2 separate regions of the Sus scrofa genome follow, and region 2 is linked to region 1. The links are chromatin contacts, called in public HiChIP or PLAC-seq maps. All regions are on one chromosome and are shown on one strand. Each heading gives the region's core, a stretch centred on a gene start, on an enhancer-like site or on the middle of the called end of the contact. The rest is flanking DNA. Distances are from core to core; before and after follow the strand shown.

Region 1 (6,634 bases), core at 1,740-4,239:
GCCCAGATGATTTCTCTTTGTGTGGCCTAAACTGGAATCTGAACAAAGTTCTTTCTGCCCTCTGTTTGCCTCATTTTCCTCATCTGAGAATGAGGCTCAGGGTATTTTTTTTTTTTTGGGGGGGAGTACATCCGAGGCACATGGAAGTTCCCAGGCTAGGAGTCGAATAGGACTGCAGCTGCCAGCCTACGCCGCAGCCACAGCAATGCCGGATCCTTAACCCACTGAACGGGGCCAGGGATCAAACCCGTGTCCTTATGGATAGCAGTTGGGTTTGCTACCACTGCGCTACAACAGGAACTCCTAGGCTCAGGGTTTTTTGTGTTTTGTTTGTTTTAAGCTCCAGGGCATCCAGGGCAGATGAGCAAGCTTTGAAGATGCAGGCGTCAGCAGGGCTTTTCTCCAGTCATCTCAAATCTCTCTCAACCCTGGATGAAATCTATACATTTCAGAGAAGAATCTGACCACAACACCGTTGTTGTCACTCCTGTTTTAATGATGGGGAAGCTGAGGTCTGGGAGGCACCCTAGCAATGAGTTCACAGGGTCATATGCTTCTGTCAAATTTGATAAAGTGAAGTATTTTAACCTCAGTCTGTTAAAACCACCATCTTCTTCCATTCCGACGTCCCCTGGTGTCAGATGATGTTGGCGTGAGTGCGAGCCTTCTGGGGCTCTGGCTTAAGAGGACCTTGCCATTTAGTTTGGGTTTAGTGGTTTTACTTACGTGGTTTCCAGTCACTTTTATGAATAGTTAAATGATTTACCAACTGCTCTGGTATGGGAATGGCTTCCAAGAATACCCCCACCCAGCACAATGAGCTGAGTCCCCTGGCACTGTGACATGAAAATGCAGAGGCAGAGGTCATAGGTTGATGTGTACGAAGGGTCCTACGGTGCCCAGTACCACCAGCATGTGGTAGTGGAGGAGAGGTTTGAAATGGACACATGGAGCTGGAAGCTTGTTTGTGGAAACTACTAGGGAGGTATGTCGAACAGGTAATTCACAAAAATATTATTTTTCTGGACTTCCTCATGTTTGTAGAATTGATTGTTGAGGTTTCTTTATCTTTCTAACCAAATCATGACTTTATTACCTAATTTTATATCTGTAATTTTACAGTCCTTTTCTTCAATGAGACTCCCTAAATTGTTTAAGCCTCAGGAAGTACAAAGTCTGGACCTGTTTTACTTAGTTTTCTTTGTCTTTTAGGATCACAGGCTCCGCCTTTGCCTCGCCTCACCGCTACTGTCAAACAGGTCTTGTGCAGTTTCATGGGAGTATAACAGGATGGATGAGAGGACTCCTGCTGGATCCAGATAAACTTTAGTTTTCTGATCTATAAAACAGGAATAATAATATAATCTTTCGGAGCTCCTGTCATGGATCAGAGGTTAAGGAACCTGACTAGTATCCATGAGGATGCAGGTTCCATCCCTGGCCTCACTCAGTGGGTTAAGGATATGGTGTGGCCACGAGCTGTGGTGTAGGTCACAGACTTGGCTCAGATCTGGAGTTGCTGTGGCTGTGGCGTAGACTGGTGGCTGCAGCTCCAGTTGGACCCCTAGCCTGGGAACCTCCATATGCTGTGGTTGTGGCCCTGAAAAGACAAACAAACAGAAATAATAGAATCTTTCTCCTCAGATGGTTATGAAGTCAAGTGAGACATTGTGAGTATGGCCTTGAGCACAGTCTAGCAAGGGCACAGTTAGTGCTGGGTTTTGTATTTAGCTGGTCCTCACAGTCTCCTGTTGATGTCAGAGCCAGTCCTGAAATGGCTGGCTGTGCCCATGCCAGAGTACAGTCATGGTTAGCTAGGGCTACATTATTAGCCCTCTTCCCTCACCTGCCCAAGGCATGTCACAGTCAATGCTCAATCACTGACAATCCAATCAAAAAATGAAAAACACCAGTTGGGACGGAAAACAGTCTGACTCCAAAATGAGCAATGCCCTAGACCCAAACAGTGACTCACAGCTAAAAAATTCCCTCATCTGGAAGGGCTGAGTTAATTTTTCTAATTCTCTTTTTAAAATTTGTTTTTTGGAAGTGCCCTTGTGGCACAGTGGGTTAAGGATTTGGCATTGCTGCAACTGTGGCACAGGCTGCAAATGTCATGCAGGTTCAGTCCCTGACCCAGGAACTTCCACATGCTGAGGGTGCAGCCAAAAGAAAACAATTATACTGGTTTAACTGTTGGAAGCTTGGAAAATTCATATCAGCAAAAAGAAGAAATTAACTATTGCACATGTTAATACATAAATGTAGTCCATGTGATATTACAATTACATATTTAATGCATATTTACATTGTACATAGTACTTTGACACAACTTTTAGAAATATAAGACTTAGTGCTTTCCCCATATTTTAACGTCATTCTAAATGACTGCATAATATTTCTCATCAGAAAGTGAGGATAGTTAAAGGTACCTATAACTATGAGCACTGACAAGAGTTGTGTCATGAAAAATTACTTGTAAAAAGCTCTGTAAACTCAGTTCTTCTGCAGGATGGATTTATATATCCAATCTCCTTTTACTGAGCACTGAAGTTATTGCTGTTATTTTGCTACAGTAAATAAAGCTGGGCTATATTAATCTTGTTCATATATTCGGTTATTTCCTTTGTCAATATTGAGAGTGCTGGATATACGCTACTTCAAACTAACCCACTCACTCTGCAGATTGGGGAACAGAGAGGGAAAGGGGCGTGCACGGGCTCACAGAGCGAGTTAGTTGGAAAGTCAGTACTAGGAACCGGGAGTAAGTCCCTGCTGAGCAAGGGCAAGAACCAGAGGCCACTGGGGAGGTGAGAGGCGGTGAGGGGCGGGGATGGACCTCGGTGCCGCCGGCCAGGGCTCACCCTCCTGGCTGAAGCTGAGTGGTCGCCTGGCAACGCGGGCGGCGCGGCGTTCGAACGGAAGCGAGAAACCAATCAGGATGTCCGGGGCAAACCATTCCGGTGTGGTGGAGGGGGGAGCGGCGCGTTCACTTCCCCTTCCCCTGCGTCCCCAGAACTTTACTCTGGTGGGGGCTTGGAACAGTCGAGTCCCCTACCTCCTCTCGGGTGTTGAGGGCAGCTCAGAAGGACCTCCCGTGCTTCCCTACGCGGGGCTGGGGCCTCCCGAGACGCGTTGTGTGCGACCGTTCCCCGCCTGGGTCCGAGCTGTCAGCCTCCTCAAGACCCGCACTGGAGGAGCCGGACTCGCCTAGCGCGGGCTCCAGGTGAGGGCACGGGTGGCCCGGGGCGCCAGCCCGGGTCTAGGGGGTGCTCAGTTCACCCTGCGCCTGCTGTGCGCGTCCTCCCCGCGTGGTACCTGCGGCGAGGAGGTGGTACCCCATTTCACAAATGAGAACGCTGAGGCTCAGGGAGGCAGTATCCTAGTCTAGCAGAGAATCCGATACAGGTCTTTCTGCTCCATACCTCAGTCTCTAGTCTACGTTGATCTAAATAGATCTGCCTTGAGAGGCTCAGATGGGTCACTTTCTTAGCCTCTTATCAACAGGAACATGGACAGTAGAGCCCTGGCTGGAGCCCCATCTGGCTGTCCCTCTCCCGTGTCGTCCTGCGGGGTGGGGGTGGGGGGTCCCCTCCTGGACATCTGTCTTCACTTCTCCAGAAAGCCAGGGGGTGGACTTTGGGCTCACTTGGGATCTTTCTGCCTGTGGGGCTCTGAATTAAGTGCTGTCCCTCTCAGAGGCTCTGGTGGGACTGACATTTCTGGGCTAGGTGCCAGGGGGGGCTGCTCTGGCTCTCCAGTTGTTGTTGGATTCTTGGGAATCTACCACAGGTCGGCGGGAAAGGCTAGAGGCAGCCCCTCAACCAAAGACACTAGTCACCAGAGACTTTGGAGTTGGGGGTGGGCCTGGGATCCCTCCTGGTAGAGCATCTGACCAGGCTCTGTTTCCTGGGGACCCCCACCCCCTATCTCCCACCCCCAGGTTGCTGCTGTTGCTGTCCTTTTGTAGGTGGGGAAACTGAGGGTCTAAGAAGTTAAGCCCCTTGCCCAAAGTCATATGGTCAGACTTGGCAACTCTGGGGCTGGCTCCCAGTCTATCTGGCTTCAATCTTGGATTCCTAGACACTCAGAATGGTGGCATCTGGAAGTCTGGAATCTCTTTAAGTGGAGTTACTTACCCTCTCTCCTCCAAATCCACCTCCTTGGTGGGGGGGAGAGGAGTTCTGGAAGCTCAGAAAGAAAACAAGTCTTTCCTTCATTCTTTTAACAAATATTTACCAACTTCATATGGCCCCACCCTCCCCCTTCTCTATTTTGTTTTTCTCAGTAGCATTTACCGCGCTGATGTCCTATAATTTCACTTATTAGCAAGTTTATTATCTTCTCTGACTGGAATGTGACGCAGGGAGGGGTTGGGCTAAGTGAGGTAGTTACCTCCAGTGCAAAATTGAGGGGTGCCTAAAACCCCAGTAATCAAATGACTAGAGCTAACATTTGTTGATCATTTGCTGAGCGCTCTGCTGGTGGGAGTTCAGTCGATATGCAGCACAGCCCCCCAGCTCTGTCGCAATTACAGGTGCTTCCTCCTGACCTAGCTGTCCCACTTCTAGGTGGAGTGACAGAGGTGCAGTGAGGCTGCAGTGTGGTTTGTAATAGAGAGAGACGACACACATACTTGGTGGCCGTTGCTAGAGGCTGACAGGTTCTTTATGTACTGATGTGGCACAATTAATAACATAATTGATAATATGTTAATAACACATATTAAGAACAATATAACTGAGTTAAAGAGCAAGATGAAAACAGTACAGAGAGCTGTTGCCATATGTGTAAAAAATAGACTATATGTCCATTATTGTTTGTTTGTGACTAACATCTCACTGGGAGGACGTGCAGCTATCTCGTCGCAGTGATGCCTGCAGGGAGGGAAACTGGGGACAGGAGTGGGAGGGAGGTTTTTTTTTTTAACTTTATTCCCTTTAGAGCTTTTGAATTTTGAGCCACATACATATATCACCGGGTTAAAACATATATGTCTTATAGGAGTTCCCACTGTGGCGCAGTGGAAATGACTCCGACTAGGAATCATGAAGTTGTGGGTTCGATCCCTGGCCTTGCTCAGTGGGTTAAGGATCTGGCGTTGCCGTGAGCTGTGGTGTAGGTCACAGATGCGGCTCGGGATCCTGTGTGGCTGTGGATGTGGCAGAGGCTGGCAGCTGTAGCTCCAATTGGACCCCTAGCCTGGGAACCTCCACACGCTGTGGGTGAGGCTCTATAAAAAGGAAAAAAAAATTATATATGTATATATATATGTATTATAGATGATCTAATCATGAGACCACTGTCCTGTCTCTGTTCTGTCACTTGCTCGTGACTTTGGGTAAGTTTCTGTACTTCTCTGGGCCAAGAAAAAAGGCCATGATTGTGAGCTCAGGCCCAGGCAGAGGGCAGCCTGGGACAGGAAGTGGGCTTGGTTGTGGGTCAGTCCCAACCCCACCTTCCTCATCCTGTGTGCCAGGCCCTTCCCAAAGGCTTTGCATGGCAGTATCTCTGCTGCCAGTCCCTTTGTCCTCATCTTGCAAGCTCAGGTGCACACCTGGCGTCCAGAGGATTGAGTGGGCAGAGGTGTGAGGTCGGCGGGCCAAACAGGAGATCGTTGCCTTAGGCTGCGGCACCCACACCCCTCCTGCAGCCTGTTTACCTCTTCTTTCTGAGGTTTGTGCAAGGTTGCCCTGGGCAGAGCTGACTCCAGGCAGGCTGGGGCACGAGTGTCTGGGAGAAGTCCAGAAATAGCACGGGGCCCGCGTGGCCCTAGAGGATGCCCAGCTGGGTGTTTCTGACCCGGACAGCTGGGCTGAAATCGAGCTGGGCTGTCCTAGTGTCCTGGGGTCCCTGCTGCCTGGAGCCTTGCTGATCCCCCTCTGGGGCAGAAGAGGGCCTCCCTGTCTCCACCCACGTCTGGGCCAGGCTTCTGCTGAAGAGAAAGGGAGAAGCAGGTGGAAGGAAGGGGTGAGGTGGGAGGGCAGAGTGTCAAGAACATTAGAAACCACACCTCTGCTCCCTCAGCAAAGAATAAAAATCACTAACACCTCTTGAGCACTTATTACTGTGTGCTAAGTACTTCACAAGTATGAACGCCTTTCATTCCCTCAGTCCTATGACCTAAGGTCCTTACTGCTGTGGTTCTTTCCCCCCTTTGAAGGGAAATCGAGCACAAGGGAGGTCTAATCCCTTGCAGAAAGTCACCTAAACCTGGAATTTGAATCCAGGGAGTCCAGCTTCAGACTCTGCACCCTCTCTTTACTTTCTTTTTAAAATATATAAAATAAAATTTGCCATTTTAACCTTTATTTTTGGCCACACCCGTGGCACCTGGAAGGTCCTGGGGGCAGGGATTGAATCTGAGCTGCAGCTGCAGTGACACTGGATCTTTTAACTGATTGCACTGGGCAGGGGACTGAACCTGCACCTCAGCGGCGACCTGAGCTGCTGCAATGACAGTGCCAGCCCCTTAACCCACTGTGCCACAGTGGGAACTCCCCCTTTTAACTATTTTTAAGTGTATAGTCCAGTGGCATTAAGTTTTTTCACTTGTTGGGCAACCGTGACCACCATCCACCTCCAGAACTTTTTCATCTTAAACGGAAACTCCATACCCACTAAACAGCAGCTC
Region 2 (6,634 bases), core at 2,327-4,826, 450 kb before region 1:
ACAATTTTTAAATAAATTCAGTGAGAAATAAATATAGATGTTCAGGCTTTTATTCAATTCAGAGTGCTGATAGTGATCAACAACAATAAATGAAACTTTAAAAAAAAGGGCCCAAAGAGAATACCGAAAACTTGGATCTGCAGAATTTGACTTCAGAAAAATGGCTTTGATGGAACAAATGGCCATACACATACCAACAGAATCTTATGATAGAATAAGATACAGTTAGTAAAATTGAGATAAAGCCAAACTCCAGTCCACAGGTCAAATATTTTCAAAATATAAACAGATTTCTTAATAGAAACAAAAAAAGGGGGGGGGAGCAGTCGAGAAAAAAGTGCAGCCTTGGGGCGGGGTCCTGCTTCCTCCTCAAACTGTAGATATAGATATAGATTAGTATTTTTGAGTTCTTCTGCAGAACTAAAACCCCCAACAAATGAAAGATGGTAACTACTTGATGGAGCATTTTTCATTCCAGAAAGGAGGACCACCAGAACCAGTCCTGGGGCTACTAAACACCAGTTTGAAGAAGAATGAAAACTTGCAACTACTTTGATCCTCATCTGTGGCCCTATTTTCTACTCCCCAAACTATAAGACCATCTCCTACTCTCTCTCAAAGAAGGGCGCAGTCTTTAGGGCATTAGCCTGCTGTGACCTCCTTTGCCTGGCAAAGAAATAAAAACTATTTTTTCCTTAAAAAAAAAAAGCCTAATATATGATATAATATATATATATATTGCCATACACACATACATATTATGTGAGGGGTCCTGGGGTCCTGCCTAATGCAGTAAAACAAGAAAAAGTATAAGATCTGAACAGAAAGAGGGAAAAAAACCTTCATTATTTACAGACAATGTGATTGTCAACATAGAAAAGCAAAGTGATTCCAAATGCCATTGGAAATCTTAAAAGAGTTCAGCCTTATTGCTAGATATGAGTTCAGTACCAAAAACTCAATTGTATTTCCTTTAATTTTTTTTCTTTCTTTTTCTGACGCACCCATGGCATATGGATATTCTTGGGCTAGGGACTGAATCCGAGCCAGACCTGAGCTGCGGCCTACACCCCTGCTGCAACTGTGTGGAGCCAGGGCTAGAGTCCACGCCTCCACAGAGACAAACTAGATCATTAACACACTGCACCACAGTAAGAACTCCTTGTGTTTCCTTTAAATACTAATAACAAATATGTAGTTTCTAAAGATACCATTTATAGGAGTTCCTGTTGCGGCTCAGCAGGTTAAGAACCCAATTAGTATCCATGAGGATGCAGATTCGATCCCTAGCCTCACTCAGTGGGTTAAGGATCTGGTGTTGGTATGGCTGTGGCATAGGCTGCAGCTGGAGCTCAGATTCAAACCCTTGTCTGAGAACTTCCATATGCCACAGGTGCAGCCCTAAAAAGACAATAAACAAACAAATAAACCATTTACAATAGCAACCAAGGTACTTCGGAATAAATCCCTCCAAAAAAATTATTCAAGAACTTTTTGAAGAAAACTATAAATGCTATTGAAATTCATAAAATAAGACAAATAAATGAGAAATCCAGTAGGGTCATAAATGAGGAGATTCAGTATCACAACATGGCAATTCTGTATAAATGCAAAGCAAGCCCAATTAAAATTCCCAAAAGTGGTTTCCTGGCACTTACTAGTCTGGTTCTAAAATTTATACAGAGGATCCAAATATAGCCAAGACAACTGTGAAGAAGGAGAAGAAAGACTGTTTCCCATTTTAAAAAGAAACTGGAGTTCAGGCTTCTCTTAAAAACAGGAAGATCTGGCCACAGCGGGGACTGGAGTTGACTAGCAGCTGCCCGTATTCAGATAGAATATGTGCCCACCAGTTCCCTCCCCCCATTTCCTTATTTATGGTACCTTCCAGATCCTTATAGATATTTGATTGTATGCTGGAGTGGGGGTGGGGAGAGGGAGTTAGGGTATGAGGAATAAAAGGGATTATTTAAAATACATAGGTTCTGTTTGGTTATGCAAACATCATCCGCATGGAAAGATATTAGCAGGCAAGCAGAAAGAACAAAAGGGGGGAATGCGTGAATCTAAGATTTGACGTTTCTGGTTAATGGGCACGGACATGGGTGGAGGAGAGGGGATAGAGGAAAGCATGGCAGAGGTTATAAAGTGAGGGAACTGGAAGATTCGCACGGCACAAGAGTTGGAGAGGCTGGCTTCCTGAGTTCATACTGGAATTGGGGTAAAGGGAAAGATCTTAAGAAAACAACGCACGGGGCTCCTAAGAACTGCAAGAGAAATAGGAACGAATCCAACAGAGGCAGAAAGGAAAAATAACTTCTCCTGGAAACCCATTGTGGACCAAGCTCTTCCACCCAGGTTATCTCCTGAACCCCCATGTTAGTCCTCTGAGAGGAGATATTAATATCTTTTTGTTATGGATGAGCAAATTAAGCTATGAAAACTGAGGTCATTGGCCCCATGCGACAAAGCTGAGCTCTGAAGCAGTCAGATTCAAACCAGGGTCCCTGACTCCACAATCCACCTTTTCTTTCACTAAACCCAGAGGATCACTGGAACACCCTGAAATGCAAGCGCAGCTATGGCAAAGAAAACAACATGAGGAAAGGTGCTGTTAATCTCACCCCCTCAACCACCCAAATTTTATCAGTGCTTCCGAAGCACCAGTTGACACAGATGAGGGAGAAATAAGAGACTGTGTCCCCTGCTAACTTCAGTTAGGGAACCTGTTTTAGACGGGGGTTCCTGGAGAATCTAATCCAAACAGTCCTTGATCCACAATGTCAGAAGCAAAGAGGTAGAAGCCCCCCTAGGCATGGGGCTGCCTATTAATTCTGCCCCTTGACCAAGTGATTTAATCCCAATCTCCAAGCCCCTGCCGCTGGTAAAACGGGTGTATTCACGGGATTGTTTTGGAAGACTCCATGTGATAAAGCTTGCAATGTGCTTAGAACAGTTACTGGACACTTCAGCGCTCAATGTCATCGTCATCATGAATATGATGGAAGTCTTTTTTAAAAATAAGGCAGTCTGACTTACTTGGAAATGTATCAAAAAACAGGAGGTGAGGAGGGATAGAGGTAGTGTGATAAGGTCTATTAAAACTTTAATGACAGAAAGTTAAAATAGTTAAAAAGTTAAAGTGCACAATTCTTTCAACTTCCTATGTTTGAAAATGTCCATGATCCAACGTTGGAAAAATAATGCAGTGTGACCTGCTTTGAGAGGAGGGGAGAGCTAAGTTTTGTTTTTGTCTTTTTTTTTTTTTTAATAGAAAAGGTACAAAAACGAAAACAAAATGGGCGAAATCTTCCTCAACCCCGTCCCGCCTTCGGGCTGTGGGCCGTTTGTAAAGCTGCTTGAATGAAATCATCGAGGACCGCTTGCGAAATACCAAATCCTCGAGAGCGAGACCCAAGGCTGCCAAACTCTCGCAAGGGGCAGGGACGCGCTCCAAGCGCCCCATCCCGCTTCGATGCCGAGGAGGTGGGGTTGGAACGAGCGCCGGCGGAAACGCGGCCCGGCCGTTACCAGGGGGTTCCCGGCTCGCGGGGCCACTGAGCGCTGCAAGTAAATACCTTCGGCGGGGCGGGGGAGAGAAGCGTCGAATTTCAAAAAAAAAAAAAAGCCCAAACCCCCACAGCCCCGGGCGGGCGGGCGCGCGCGATGGGCGCCCTTTGGCTGAGGGAGCGAGTGGAGGATGCTGGGAAGGAGGTAAAATGGCCACCGGCGGCGGCGCGGAGGAGGAGAGGAAGAGGGGGCGGCCGCAGCTCCTGCCCCCCGGGCGCCCGGCGCCCAGGGCTGAGGAAGCTGAGGGCGGCCGCGAGAAGATGGGCTGGGCCCAGGTCGTGAAGAACCTGGCCGAAAAGAAGGGCGAATTCCGCGAGTCGCGGCCGCCGCGGCGGGAGGAAGAAGGCGGCGCAGGAGGCGGGCTTTGCGCCCCCGCGGGCCTGGCAGCGCCGGGCCTCGGCGACTTCCCCCCGGCCGGCCGCGGGGACCCGAAGGGTCGCCGAAGGGACCCGGCCGGCGAGGCGGCGGACGCCCGCAAGAAGAAGGGCGCAGCCGAGGCAGGCAGGAGGAAGAAGGCCGAGGTGGCGGCCATGGCGGGCCCGAGCAGGCCCGGCGCGGCCGAGGACGCGGCCGAGCGGCCTCCCCAGGACGAGACGGCGGCGGCGACGGGCCCCGGGGCGGGCCCGGGCAAGGGCCGCTTTCTCGTGCGCATCTGTTTCCAGGGAGACGAAGGCGCTTGCCCGACCCGGGACTTCGTAGTGGGCGCGCTCATCCTGCGCTCCATCGGCATGGACCCGAGCGACATCTACGCGGTTATCCAGATTCCCGGCAGCCGCGAGTTCGACGTGAGCTTCCGCTCCGCGGAGAAACTGGCCCTGTTCCTACGCGTCTACGAGGAGAAGCGCGAGCAGGAGGACTGCTGGGAGAACTTTGTGGTGCTGGGGCGGAGCAAGTCCAGCTTGAAGACGCTCTTCATCCTCTTCCGGAACGAGACGGTGGACGTGGAGGACATCGTGACCTGGCTCAAGCGCCACTGCGATGTGCTGGCCGTGCCAGTGAAAGTGACCGACAGGTTTGGGATCTGGACCGGGGAGTACAAGTGCGAGATCGAGCTGCGCCAGGGGGAGGGCGGGGTCAGGCACCTGCCGGGAGCCTTCTTCCTGGGGGCCGAGAGGGGCTACAGTTGGTACAAAGGGCAGCCCAAGACGTGCTTTAAATGTGGTTCCCGGACCCACATGAGCGGCAGCTGCACACAGGACAGGTGCTTCAGGTGCGGGGAGGAAGGGCACCTGAGCCCTTACTGCCGGAAGGGCATCGTCTGCAACCTCTGTGGCAAGCGAGGACACGCCTTTGCCCAGTGTCCCAAAGCCGTTCACAATTCCGTGGCAGCTCAGCTAACCGGCGTGGCCGGGCACTGAACACCCGCCTGCCTGCCAAGGTGAACACAGAGCCAGCTTACCCCTCTTAAGTGCCAAAACTTTTTTTAAACCATTTTTTATCGTCTTCGAAGGAGATCTTCTTAAACCTGCAAGAGACGTCTCGCTCTGCCTTCCTAAACCGAGTTTACTCCATTTCAGCCTTTACTGAATTTGGTGACTGTTGTCACTAACGATGACCGAGAACTGTAGCGTGCAGATATGTCGCCCCTCCCTTTTTTAAACTTTGTTTTCTGTTTTGTATTCGAGGATTTTTTTTTTTTCTGGTACTTTTTATTCCCCACGCCTTGTCTTCTCCCTGGATATCCACCCTTTGGGCTGCCTTGCTCATCTTTATGCCCCAGCGCTAGGTAGGGGCCCAGCACATGGTAGGCACTCCATCAGTGTTTGTTGAACTGAGAACATTGTTGACTGTGGCTTTTGTCAGGGTGTCTTATCTTTTGCAGCTCATCCCTTACCCCTTTTAATTTGCTGCTTCTAATCTGTGTGGTCTGAGAATTTGTGAAACCAGTGTTGTTAGAAGTGTCTGTAATCTGAGTCAATAAGCTCTGCATGGTGGCCAAGGGCCTCTCTTATGGCATTAAAATGCGTGGACTTGGTGACAGCACTTTCAGTGGCTCAGAAGCCATTTTTCACAGAATCACGGAATCTAGAATTTTCCTGCTGGAAAGGACCAAAAAATTGGTTTTGACCAATCCCCTGGTTTTCCAACAGATGAAACAAGGCCCAGAGAGGTTAGAAGACTGGGTCAAAATCACAGAGCTGTCTGGTGCCAGAGCTAGCCTAGAGCAGAGTCCCCTGACCCCAAGCCCGGTGCTCATTCTACTACCTCTCACACTTCACAACATTTTCCTCAACACTGAGGGCCCAGAAAGTCTGCTCTCTCCAGAATGATGAGCCCAGAGGAAGGCTAAGAACTCATGTGGGAGAGGAAGCAGAAGATTTGGCAGGGGCTTCTCAACGCTTGGGAGATAGGGAAGGACAAAGAAACATTATGACCCAGGGTGTATTCATTGCTCCCTGGGATACCGGCTCGGGATTAAAGTGGGCCAGGACCTTTGTGGCCCTCCCCTTCCCCATTCATTGCCGTCTGTGAGAAATAGAGGTGCTCCTGAGCAAGGAAACCTGCCAAAGGTTTACATTCGCACCCCAGCCTCGATAGCTAGAACCCCCAGAGAAGCAGCTAACTGGAGCTCATCTGTAGCCTCCTGACTCTCAGGAGAAAACCAGAATTATTAACTCTAAAATGTACTTCCGAAATAGGCCAAGCCAGAGGGCAGTGGGTCAACTAAGTGTTAATCAAGTTAAAGTAGAAAAGACAGTACACTGCTTTTCTTTTAGTTGTTGTCTTCCCTTTGCTTCATGTTTTGCTATTTCCATGTGTCTTAGAATGTAAAATCGATTGTTTAAAGTTTTGTTCTGAATAAATATTTATCTTTTGTATTGCTAACACCGCTGAACTATTTCCTTTCAAAGCGTTGGATGCCTAGGTACACAGACCCTCTTTCAGCCCAGGCCTCCCACACACCGTTTGTTTACCCTGCAAATACCTTTCCAGCCCCTGCAGGCAACACTTAACACCTACTGTGTTGTCCCAAGTCCTTGGGAGTTGTTCCCTAAACCTGTGCATCACAATCACTTAGCACACTGTTAAAATTCAAGTTTAAAGTCCTAACTCAGCTCTGAGG

Evidence for each region. HiChIP or PLAC-seq counts read pairs in DNA pulled down with a chosen protein or histone mark.
Region 2: an H3K27ac HiChIP or PLAC-seq map of alveolar macrophages shows a contact between it and region 1. The contact joins the promoter of ZCCHC3 here to the promoter of FAM110A in region 1. A contact is called at or near these places in 1 of 47 Hi-C or Micro-C datasets (embryonic fibroblasts) and 1 of 2 datasets of contacts at active chromatin or transcription factors (alveolar macrophages).

Annotation. Positions count from the first base shown.
Region 1 is chr17:34,434,084-34,440,717 of Sscrofa11.1, reverse strand. It overlaps FAM110A (protein FAM110A), which reads left to right and starts at 2,989. Exons shown (of 2, transcript XM_021077747.1): 1 at 2,989-3,226.
Region 2 is chr17:34,882,574-34,889,207 of Sscrofa11.1, reverse strand. ZCCHC3 (zinc finger CCHC domain-containing protein 3) reads left to right here and starts at 3,576. Exons shown (of 1, transcript XM_003134368.4): 1 at 3,576-6,396. The coding sequence starts at 3,720. The coding sequence ends at 4,928.